2 separate regions of the Gossypium hirsutum genome follow, and region 2 is linked to region 1. Evidence: chromatin contacts called from public Hi-C data. All regions are on one chromosome and are shown on one strand. Each heading gives the region's core, a stretch centred on a gene start, on an enhancer-like site or on the middle of the called end of the contact. The rest is flanking DNA. Distances are from core to core; before and after follow the strand shown.

What was found. Hi-C and Micro-C count contacts between places; a contact is called where the count stands out from the background.
Region 2: a contact with region 1 is called in a Hi-C map of leaf, with 2.2 times the contacts expected there. The contact joins the enhancer-like site here to the promoter of LOC107962243 in region 1. A contact is called at or near these places in 5 of 34 Hi-C or Micro-C datasets (leaf and seedling).

Annotation. Positions count from the first base shown.
Region 1 is chrA01:40,589,978-40,595,614 of Gossypium_hirsutum_v2.1, forward strand. It overlaps LOC107962243 (F-box protein At1g78280), which reads right to left and starts at 3,117. Exons shown (of 16, transcript XM_016898561.2): 1 at 2,563-3,117; 2 at 2,339-2,449; 3 at 2,162-2,217; 4 at 1,889-2,031; 5 at 1,458-1,655; 6 at 1,106-1,305; 7 at 703-802; 8 at 32-607. The coding sequence starts at 2,714.
Region 2 is chrA01:41,125,412-41,130,897 of Gossypium_hirsutum_v2.1, forward strand. No RefSeq gene overlaps it. Among protein-coding and RNA genes, the nearest start is that of LOC107917422, 55 kb to the right of the region's middle. Within about 2 kb of position 4,015, at least 8 of the 9 cell types and tissues checked have an H3K27ac peak or open chromatin away from gene starts, as enhancers often do. A contact at or near this core is called in leaf, where this site is marked.

The DNA.
Region 1 (5,637 bases), core at 1,867-4,366:
TGAAGACACTTTTGTTAAAAATGTAAAATACCTTCCAAATCAGCTCTCTCATTCCCGGTTTTCCAACCCAAAGCTTGGAAAGCCATTCCCTCATTTCTCGCGGCCCTATGCAATTGCCCGAGCTCCATGGAGAAGTATAGTGGTCCTTTTCTCTATCCAAAAACATGGTCAAGTAATTTATATCATAAGAAAAACCATGTTTCCATAAATTATATCTTCTAGAAGCAGCATTAGCTGTTTCTTCATGATTTTCACTCTCTTGGGATCTTAGAATTTTGACCCGCTTCTCTTTCCTAGTCAGGTCTGAATTATTAAAATTGTCTTTGTCACAGGACATGTTTTTCTCCATGTTCACTAAACAGCCTCCATCAACAGCAAGTAATCCAACACGACAAACTCCTTTATGTTGGAATCCTGGAGCCATATCTAGACATACAAATTCGAAGTTCCTTGGATTTACAAAATTTTGTGTCACTGCAACAGTTGTTTCCAAATTCAGGACACAGTGCCACCATCCGCTTGGAACAAATATTGTCTCCCCAGGTAGCTGAGTACACTCAATTGGCTTGTCTTCATCAGCAAGAAGTGGATAATAATCTAGCCACCACTGTACACAAAAAGAAAAAAAAGATTCAACAAAAGTAATCCGAAGAAATGTGATAAGAACTAGGAGATCAAGCAAAGGACCATAGTTTAGATTACCTGTAATGATGATGGAGTATCAATGTTGACATCACCATCTTCATCATTTACATGCACTGTAACGCCCAAAGGAACTCTTCCAGGAGGATACAACGCCCACCTGCCCAAAAAATTGACAAATGACATCCTGGATATCAGCTTTTCAGCCATAGTGAAGAAACAAAAAAGACAACCTTATGCAGCCAAATTCAGTTATCAGGCACTTTATGGACTAATAACCAGAGCACTAGTATAAGGTCAAATGAAATCAATAAAAGATAAAGTTTAATGAAGTTGTTGGATATTCCTAAATGAGCTCCACAAACAGACTTCCACTGTTATTAAGCAGGAGGCACAAAATGTGAAATCCAAAATCACCACATGGAAGCATTTTATAAATACAGAGGTAACATCTCAAAAATACCTTTTAAGACCACATAGAAGGGTATTCCAGGCGCTGGTAAGTGCTGGATCAACATGCCAAGAGGCACCAGACCTCTCTGGCCCAATGATAAGCCATCTGAATGGTGGTCGACTATCTCTATCTAGAACATCAAAGAAGTCTTCTTGAAATATTTGGGCCACATTGTAATCTTCCAATAACCCAGGTGCAGATTCTCCAAACTACATGACAAACAATCATAATACTTTGAGGTTTTTCTAAAGAGGCCACTATTCCATCATGCTCCCCAAGGAGAGGGAAAAAAAAGCCAAGCACATACTTGCACATAAATAGGCACACAAATGTATGAATGTTATGACTACCCTAAGCTCACCTTGTGATCAAAAATATAAAGAGGATCCTCATCATGCTGTTCGTTCATGTATGATACATAATCCTTGAATTTCATTGAAATTTTTCCAGCAGTTCTTTGAGAGATCTTAAATGCTGTATCTCCATATTTGAGCAGTAGTTTGTCAATTGTCCAATTAGTCCTTGCGGGCCAATACTCGGCCAATCCAGTGAGCAAAACCTGGAATGTAATTAGCAAGAACCCCATCCAAAAAGCAGAAATTGTTATCCAGCTGCTTAACTCATAAAATCTGGCATTAAGGAAGAGTGCAACATTTACAGATATAATGCAACAGATTTCTTTTAAATACTCAACAAAGGACAAATATGTAGGGGATACCATAGCAATCATTGACAGAAGCAGTGAGTTCAACACAATTTACTGAAAACAAACATAAAATATATGTAGCATACCGGTTTTTTCCCATCATATTCGCGATCAAACTGTTCCTTTGATAAATCGTTTTGTCTTTCAACATTTCCATCATCGAAAGAAAATCCGTCTAATGTAGTATGGCACCTATATAATCTTTTGTATAAGAAGAAAGAGTGAAATCCTGCAGCCCCCTCCCCCCCCCCCAAAAAAAAAATATAATATATATATGTTAACAATTACTCAAATCAATGCCATCATTTAAATAAAGAAAGGATTTATTTTCATAAAAACAAAAACGTGAGGCTATTTACCATCAAACTGCAATGGTTTTCGGCAATAGTCTATATATTTATTCGGCAAATTCTCTCTGCATTAAAATTATTATAAATAAATAAAAAGCCAGCGATATTAGATACTAAAATACAAAATTGAAGCAAAAAGAAAATAGGAAATTTAAGTTTCAGTTTCAGCTGCAAAGATGAAAATACAAATGCAACGTCGTCTTTTTCCAGGAGCCTTTGTATGGAAGTGGACCGTTGACTTTCTTGAGGCAAAGGCTCATCCAAAGCGGCTCTTCATTGCAGAATATATACATAACACTAAAAATGCAAACTCAAAATAAGAAAATATATTAGACAGAAGAAGATTAAAAAGCGAGAATATGGGAATTGGAAAAATTAAGAATAAAAAGAGAGCAAAGAAAAACAAAAACCTGCTGACACAAGCGAGACGAGCTATTTCAAGAGGAGTGAGGTAATCTAAGATGGCACAAATGAGTTCGTCGGGGAGGAGGTTGAAGTTGCCCAGGGCATCCACGCGGCGGTCTTTGAGATGCAAACTCTGGGATTCATGAGAATTTTCCATTGATGAGTTCAGGTTTTTTTTATTTTGGGGGGGGGGGGTCAGAGGGAATATGGGGATCGATCGAAGCAAACAGATTAAAGGTAATATAGATTTGTTTCGTCGTCTTTTAAACAACTTTGCTTGGAAATAACGCAGAGCGCGTTGCCACGTGTCTACTAAGACTTTCAATGCTATATATTAATTAAAATTTATAACTTCCATTGGAAGAAAAGTCACAAGCAGAGAAAGATGTCTCGCACAAGATAAATAATATGGGTAGTACAACAGAGAGTGCAAGAGGTCGAAAAACCCTAAGATACAAACTAAGGAAATAGGAACAATCTTAAGTTGAATCAGGTTTCCACCATCGAAAATAAAAAAAGAAGGGGGAGACTCAAGCAAATAACATTAGCAGACAATCAGCAGGGCAAATCAATCGGCCAGACGAGATGTATCTAAGTTACAACCATATCCTCTATATGGGCTTAACTCCGAAACATCATTGTATAAAAGTCCAACTTTTAGACACTATCTCATCCATATGTTTAAACTAATGGACCATTCCCATCACATAGGATATGGGCTCAATCAATTAAATTAATACATATTATCATTTTTTTTTATGTCATTGTTACATATAAATTTTTTTCTAGTCAATTACAAACATTTAACTCCATCTCTCCCCTAATCTTCCAATTTCGCTCCATTATCTCTGCAACTGAAACTTCTCGAAGCTCTAAATAATTTCATTTCTCTAATATCAGCTTTAATTTAAACAAAATGTTCTCCAAACAAAGACTGACGATTTCGTTATTCATATATAAAAAATAAACTTGTTTCAACAAGCATGTTTTTAAAATGTAAAATCATTTATATAATATCACTCGCAAAATTTATCTGTAAAATAAAATTTTCACTGTTTTCTTAAACCAAAACAGTCCAAATGATGAAAATAAAGAAAATGTTATTATTTTTGAATTTAGAGTTGAATTGAATTCAACAAAACTATCAAACTTAATTTTTTTTTTGATAAGTGAAGAATTCATTACCAAAAAGAAAAAAAAAACCTGCTACATGAACAACATCACTCAACAAGAAACTATACAACAAAACTATACATTCATGTACTAGATAAGCCCCAATTCAAGCAAAGGTGTTTGTTAATGGTGTACATCTTATTAATCTGTTTACCATTCAGCCGAACTCTCAGCACTTCTTGAATTCTTGCAAGCAAGACCTCCACCAGATTAGAAGGTTTGCCAAAGAGTCTGCCATTCCGCTCAAACCAAATGATATGTATAAATGCAGTCCATGCAAGTTTGAGAATGCAAACTATGAGAGACTTACCTTTCAATTAATTCATAGCCCAATTCAACTCTTGAATCCAAGTCCCAATAGATCTTGTAATGCCGTAGAGAACCAAAATCAATCCCCAAAGCCCTCGGGCGAACTCACGTTCAAAAAAGATGCAGTCTCTTGTTTTCAGTAGCAGAGGAACATTAAAGGCAACTGCTATCAATGTTAAAACCACAAGCAATTAACCAATCTCTTATAGGTAGCCTGTTCAAAATATCCATCTATGCAATAAGTGAGTGTTTAGGCACATGAAGTGGAAACCAGATAAGCCTCTGCCTTTTCCCCTTTCATTTGAGTAGGGAACCGCAAAATAAATTCAGCAGCAAGATCCCTCAGATTAAGGAGCCTCCTCCATGTCCAACTACTAGAGGAATTCAAAGAAACATTCCAAAAAGAATCCCCTTTTGACGCATACATTTGGATCCAAGCAATCCGTAAGGAACCCTCAGAAGCAAGCAAGACTGGAATTAGTTAAGACATGCAAACTTTGTTCCACTCCTCTAAATTTCTGATGCTTAATCCTCTCTCTGACTTGAGTAAGCAGATGGTGCTCACCCTAACCCCTACAGCACTGCTATTGGACCCCTTCTAGAAAAATCTTAGGGACAACTAGGTAGTACTCTAGAGAACAAACTTAGGTAGAAGGTACTATCTGCTCTATAAAGCTTGCACGCTGAAGAGAACATATTTGATCAGTTGAAGTTTACCAGCAAAATTAAGTGTTTGGGAGACCAATAATTAATCAGACCAATAATTAATCCTACAAGTTATCTTCTCAATGAAGGGTTTGCAATCAACATTAGGCACCAAAGGCACACCAAGGTAATGTATGTAAACCCAATTACAGCCACCATGACAAGGAAGATCTCAGTCTTAGCAGCATTGAGTTGAAGGCCAAAAATAGTGTAAAATTCTTACAAAATACACCAGACTCCAACCACTGAATCAGCTAAACCTTTTACAAAGATTAAAAGATCATTTGTAAATGAGAGGTGAGTTAGAATTATCCTATGACACTTTGGATGAATGTCACACTCAGATTGTAAAATCTTATGTAGCAAAAGAGTTTGGCATACTAAATTCAAAGGTTCTCTAATCTGGCGGGTTTTTTTTGCAAATAAGAACAAGTAGCGGGCTGGTTGAGGGAAAGTTGGATTTCAACCATAGTTCCGTTAGTTTTGAACTAAGTATATGTTAGTGAGAGACATGATGATTAAGGTATTTCTAGGTGGCTGTGAATTGGTTTTAGTTAAAGGGGTTGGAGGGACTATATATATCCTTCACCGGGAAGGATTCTTTTATTTTTCTGTTCTTCTTCTTCATTTCTCTAGTTTGCAATAAAAGAGAGAAGATTAAGGAACGTTCGTGCATGGAGAGCAGAGATTGAGGTTTAAGTATTAGAAATTAGAAATCTTGTAAGCTGGTAAGTTTTCTAATATCCTTGTATTATCAGAATTAAGAAAAAAAAGCTAGTTAAGGATTTTAGTTCATTATTGGTTCTACTCTGTTTTGGGTAAAATGGCAAGTAACCATTTATATGACCCTTGCATGCAAAGAGATTATGGTTTCTATTATAATGAATAGGCGT
Region 2 (5,486 bases), core at 2,765-5,264, 540 kb after region 1:
TATAAGAACGGTCCAATTTTAGTTTTAGTCCTTATAACATGCTTAGATTTCAAATTTAATTTTATACTTTAATTTTTACATAATTTGGTACCTCAACTTTTATTTGGACATTCTTTTATGAAGTTTGTCCAAATAATGAAACAAAGCTTCTTTTCTTTTCTTTTTCTTTCTTTTTTTTTTTTTGAGATTTTATAAAAATGGTCCAATTTCAATTTTAATCCCTATAACGTGCTCAAAATTTAAATTTAATTTTTGTACTTTAATATAAATGAATGTCCAAGGCATTCTTTTTAGGAAACTTGTCCAAATAATGAAACAAAGCTTTTTTTTTAGATTTTATAAGAATGGTCCAATTTCAATTTTAGTCTTTATAATATGCTCAAATTTTAGATTTAATTTTATACTTTAATTTTTTAACATAATTTGGTACCACAACTTTTATTTGGACATTCTTTTTTTATATTTGTCCAAATAATAAAACAAATATTTGTTTTAGATTTTATAATAATGGTCCAATTTCAATTTTAGTCCCTAAAATATGCTTAAATTTCAAATTTAATTTTTATACCTTAATTTTTTACTTAATTTAGTACCTCAACTTTTATATTGGCAAAGTTAGTCGAAATACTTCATTCTGATTAAAATGTTGACATGCATGTGTCCGAATATACAACCTTTTCACTTCTTTTTTGAGATTATATAAAAATGGTCAAATTTTAGTTTTGGTTCAATCTTTATGCTTTAATTTGAAATTCAATCTTTATGCTTTATTTTTTTATATAATTTAGTACCTCAACTTTTATATGTCATTGTTAGCATAAATATTTTATTATGATCAAAATGTTGGTATATACCTGTCCAAATACATAGCATTTTACCTTTTTTTGACATTATATAATAATGGTCAAATTTTAATTTTAGTCTCTATACTATACTCAAATTTGAAATTTAATTTCTACACTTAAATTTTTGACATAATTCGGTACTTCAATTTTTTTTAATATCATTAGTTAGTCAAAAAACTTTTTTTATTAAAATATTGATGTAAATTTTTAAGAATTGTCAACACTTTAAAATTTTATGTTAAATTCAAGTCTATTCCAATGCCCTTTTCTTACATGGCTACCATGTAATGCTTTATAGTTTTGATACGTGAAACTAGCGAATTTAATAGAACAATTTTAATAACATTAAAACCATACCAAAAATTTTAAGTTCCAAAAGTAAATGAATTAAATTCCTGAAAATAAAAATATTTAGATTAAATTTCAAATGTACAAAAAACATAGATATTTAGAACATATTTTAACCTTCAAATTTTTATTTTATAATTTAGTCTAAAAAATTAATTAACTCAACACAAAGCGTGGTGAAACCATACTAGTATATTAAATAATTAAAACAAGCCCACACCTAAAATGAGTAACAAGCTAACTCTAATTAGGTTAAAGATTATTACAAGTCCTTGTATCATATTAAAAAGTTCATTTTAGTCCTTTATTACTAAAAGGAGCATTTTAATCCCTGCATGTTTGAAAATATAATATTTTAGTCCCTACACATTAGCCTTACTGGTCATGAAATGGCATGGCTTAACGTCAACTGAGGTGATATTAAATCAAATTAAAAAGTTTACTTGTTTTGAAAAAATTGAATGACATGACTTAACGGTAGTTAACATGGACCAAAGAACAAATAATTTAAACGCAACAATTATGTACTAAAACTTAATCAAAAACAATTTGTGGTTAAAAACAAAATCAATTTCTTGTCTCTATTCATTCTTCAAAACTATTGTTTAGCATTTTGATTTAATGCTAAGCCATGCAATTTTATTAACGGTAAAATTAATGTGCAGAGACTAAAATATCATCATTTACAATATCATCATTTTAAATGTATAGAGAGTTAGAAACTAAAATATTTCATTTAATAATAAAGAGATTAAAATGAACTTTATCATATAGTATAAGGACTTGTAACATATTTTAATCGCTCTAATTATATATTATGTGAATAGACAAATAAATAAATTTCATGCACTTTAAAAAAGTTCATCAAAAATAAATTTGTGCAGATTTTTTAAGCGGGTAGAGTTTTATAAAAAAAAACAAGTTATTATTCAAAATAATGATAATAAATACATTTAATTAATTATGCTTAGTTTGAATATAAGATATTTATTGTTAGTATAGATGTAATGAATAAAAATATAATGAAATTAATAGGAAATCATAAAATAAAATTTAAAGGGAATTCATTCACACAGTTTAAAACTATTTTAATATTTATATTATGTAAGTGGATTTTTCTCTAAATTTAAAACATTTAAATATTTTTACCTTTTTATAATAGGAAAAATATTTGGTATACTACTAATAAAGTTTTTAGACTTCACATGTAAGATTAGGGGATTGATAAGTATTTTATAAGAGTATAATAAAATATTTTAAAAATATATTTTAAAAAAAAGACACATGTTAATTTTTTAAAATTACTTGTGGAATAAAAATATATACTATTAATGTACCAAATACTCACCCGTTATAATATTAATATCATTATGTTATCAATTGTTCCTCATTCTAGTTACTTTATAATTTAAAATGCAATTAAATCTCATGTATTAAGTAATGGTCAGAGTTTACCACTGCATAATTATTTCATTAAATACAATAAATAGTAATTTAAGAAAATATGGCATATGTTACTAATAAGTAACTATTATGTATGTTTGAAAGAATATCATATTTTACAATGCTCTCTAGTTCGCAACTTTCCGGTGACAATGAGGATGGCGAAACCCACCCCGATAATGACAGAAATACCAAAAAAGTGAGGTTCAAAGATAATCTTGTTGAAGATGATATATCCATGGATGGGGATCCAGCCCCAGAAGAAAATTTGTCATGGAAAGACAAACTTTTGGGGGGCTCTTCGGGTGAACTTAGTCCAAATCGCATTGCTTTTTCTGAAGGGAGTGATATTGATTTTGAGTTACTTGAAGGGGACGTTAATAAAACTATCCTTGATGGTGTTCCGGCTATCTCTTTCTCTGATCGCTTAAAAAATATCCTGTTTAAAGAAATGGAGCTAACGATCATTGTCAAATTGTTAGGGCGTAACATTGGTTACAACGCTTTACACAATCGAATTTTCTCTCTTTGGAAACCAATGAAATCTATTCGTATAATGGATACCATCAACGGGTATTACCTTGTTAAATTTCAGGCCGTTGAGGATTATAACAGAGTCTTATCGCAAGGACCTTAGACTGTTTACGGCCAATATTTGACAGTGCAACCTTGGACCAAGCATTTCAGTCCAGAGCAACCCTATCCTAGCATGGTGCTAGCCTGGATTCGTTTGCCGAATCTCCCGGGACATCTCTACAAAAGAAAGATAATAGAGGCTATTGAAAGTCTCATTGGAAAAGTCGTCAAACTCGACGTTCAGACGGATAATCAAACCAGAGGAAGATTCGCGCGTTTAGCCGTCTATATTAACTTGATAGAACCTTTGATTTCTCAGGTTCTAGTTGATGGAGTAGTTCAGCAAGTGGAATACGAATCCTTCCCGACTGTCTGTTTCTCTTGCGGCAAATACGGGCACGTTAAAGATTTGTGCCCACTATCTGAAACGGAACAAAATCGGCCAGTACCTCTAGGTGAGCCGGCGACGGTGGTAGGTGACACAAATAAAGGCAAGTCGGACGGCGTCTCTTCAGCTAACGGAACCGGAGGAAAATAGGCAGATTTTGGGCCATGGATATTAGTAGAGAAGCGATATTCTCGGCGGGGGAAGAAGGATTCTCTAGCGGAAATCACGGGGAAATAAAAAAATCAGGCTTTAGGGTCTCGATTCTCGACGTTGATGGGGGAGGAGGATCTTTGTGATGAAAGGAGATCTTCGGATGGAGGAGATTTAGGGGGGCTAATAGAAAGGAGGGTGGTGCTCAAATTAATCTTAAATCTAGGGTTAATCAAGAGAATGGGGAGTTTCTTTCTAACAAGGCCGGACATGTAGGTGGATTTGTGGGCCTTACTAATGGGTCTGATAGGGGCATGGAAGTGGGTAGAGTCTCTTTACAAGAAACGGGTCAAAAGTATAATAAGAGTTTGGACAAAGCTTTGGGGAAGAGGCCAATAATTTTAGACGGTCATTTGGGAAACATTGGGGATCAATCGGCTAAATCTCCCTTTTCTTTTTCAAATTCTATTCCAGTGGCCCCGAATCCTAATTTTTCTAAAACTAATAATTCTTCTAATGGTGCAGATGGTCAAGGCCTTTTGGTTCCTAATAATTTGAGCAGTTTAGACATTGAAAATATGGAAAAAATTAAAGCAAGATACAACCCTGTATTTGACGAATCCGAAGGCATTATTGTCCCTATCTCCGATAATACACTAGACCCAGGTAAGCATTCAGCTATTATTTTTAATAATAATAATAATAATAATAATAATGTTCCTTCTAACCAGCAGGTTAAATTGGATTCAAGACCCATGGAACTCCCGAATGTGGTCGTGAACACTCCAATAAATAATTCCAAACACCAAAAAGGCGGTAGTTCCCGAAGCAATCGTAAGCCCTCTTTTACTTTATGGGGTCGAGGTAGTCGTTTCAAAAATTCTGGAAACACACGCATTTCTCTTGCTGAGTCCATGAAGAAGATGGCGGAATTTTTATCTTCCAAAATTCCCAGCTGTAATCCAAGTGATGTATCCGAGATTGCTGAATCTGAGTTGGAAGGTAAAGAAAGGTCCTAAAAGATAGGTTTGTTTTTTCTTTCTCTCATACTTTTTGGTTTTAATGAATATCACTATATTTTCCTAGAATTGTCAAGGATGTGCTAATATTAAGTTTCTTAGAATTTTTTGAGAGTATGATATGGAATATAAACCTGACATTGTTAGCTTTCTTGAGCCGAGAGTCAGCGGGGCTAAGGCTAACAAAATTATTGCTAAGTTGGGATTTCAGTACTCACATCGGGTGGAGGCAATTGGGTTTTCTGGAGGCATTTGGTTAGGTTAGAAAGACTCTGTTTGTCTTGAGGTGATTTGTAATCATTCGCAATTCATCTTAACTCGGGTTTGGAAGAAACCTTCAGTACATCCTATCATGATTTCTTTCGTGTATGGTAGTCCCAATAGGCAAAAGCGTCAACTTCTTTGGGATAATTTAAGGAATATTGTTTTTCTTGGTCAATTTCCCTGGATGGCCATTGGAGATTTTAATGCGATCCTTGCATCTTCTGAAAAGACTGGAAGTCTTACTGAAGGTATACGCTGCCCCCATTTTGGAGATTTTGTTGAATCGGCGAATTTGCTTGACTTAGGTTTCAAAGAACCACCTTTCACTTGGCATAGAGGTTCTTTGTCTGTTAGACTTGATCGCGCTTTGGGGAATGGGGCTTGGATACAGAATTTTCCCAATTGTAGGCTTATTCACCTTCCAAAAATTAAGTCGGACCATCGTCCTATTCT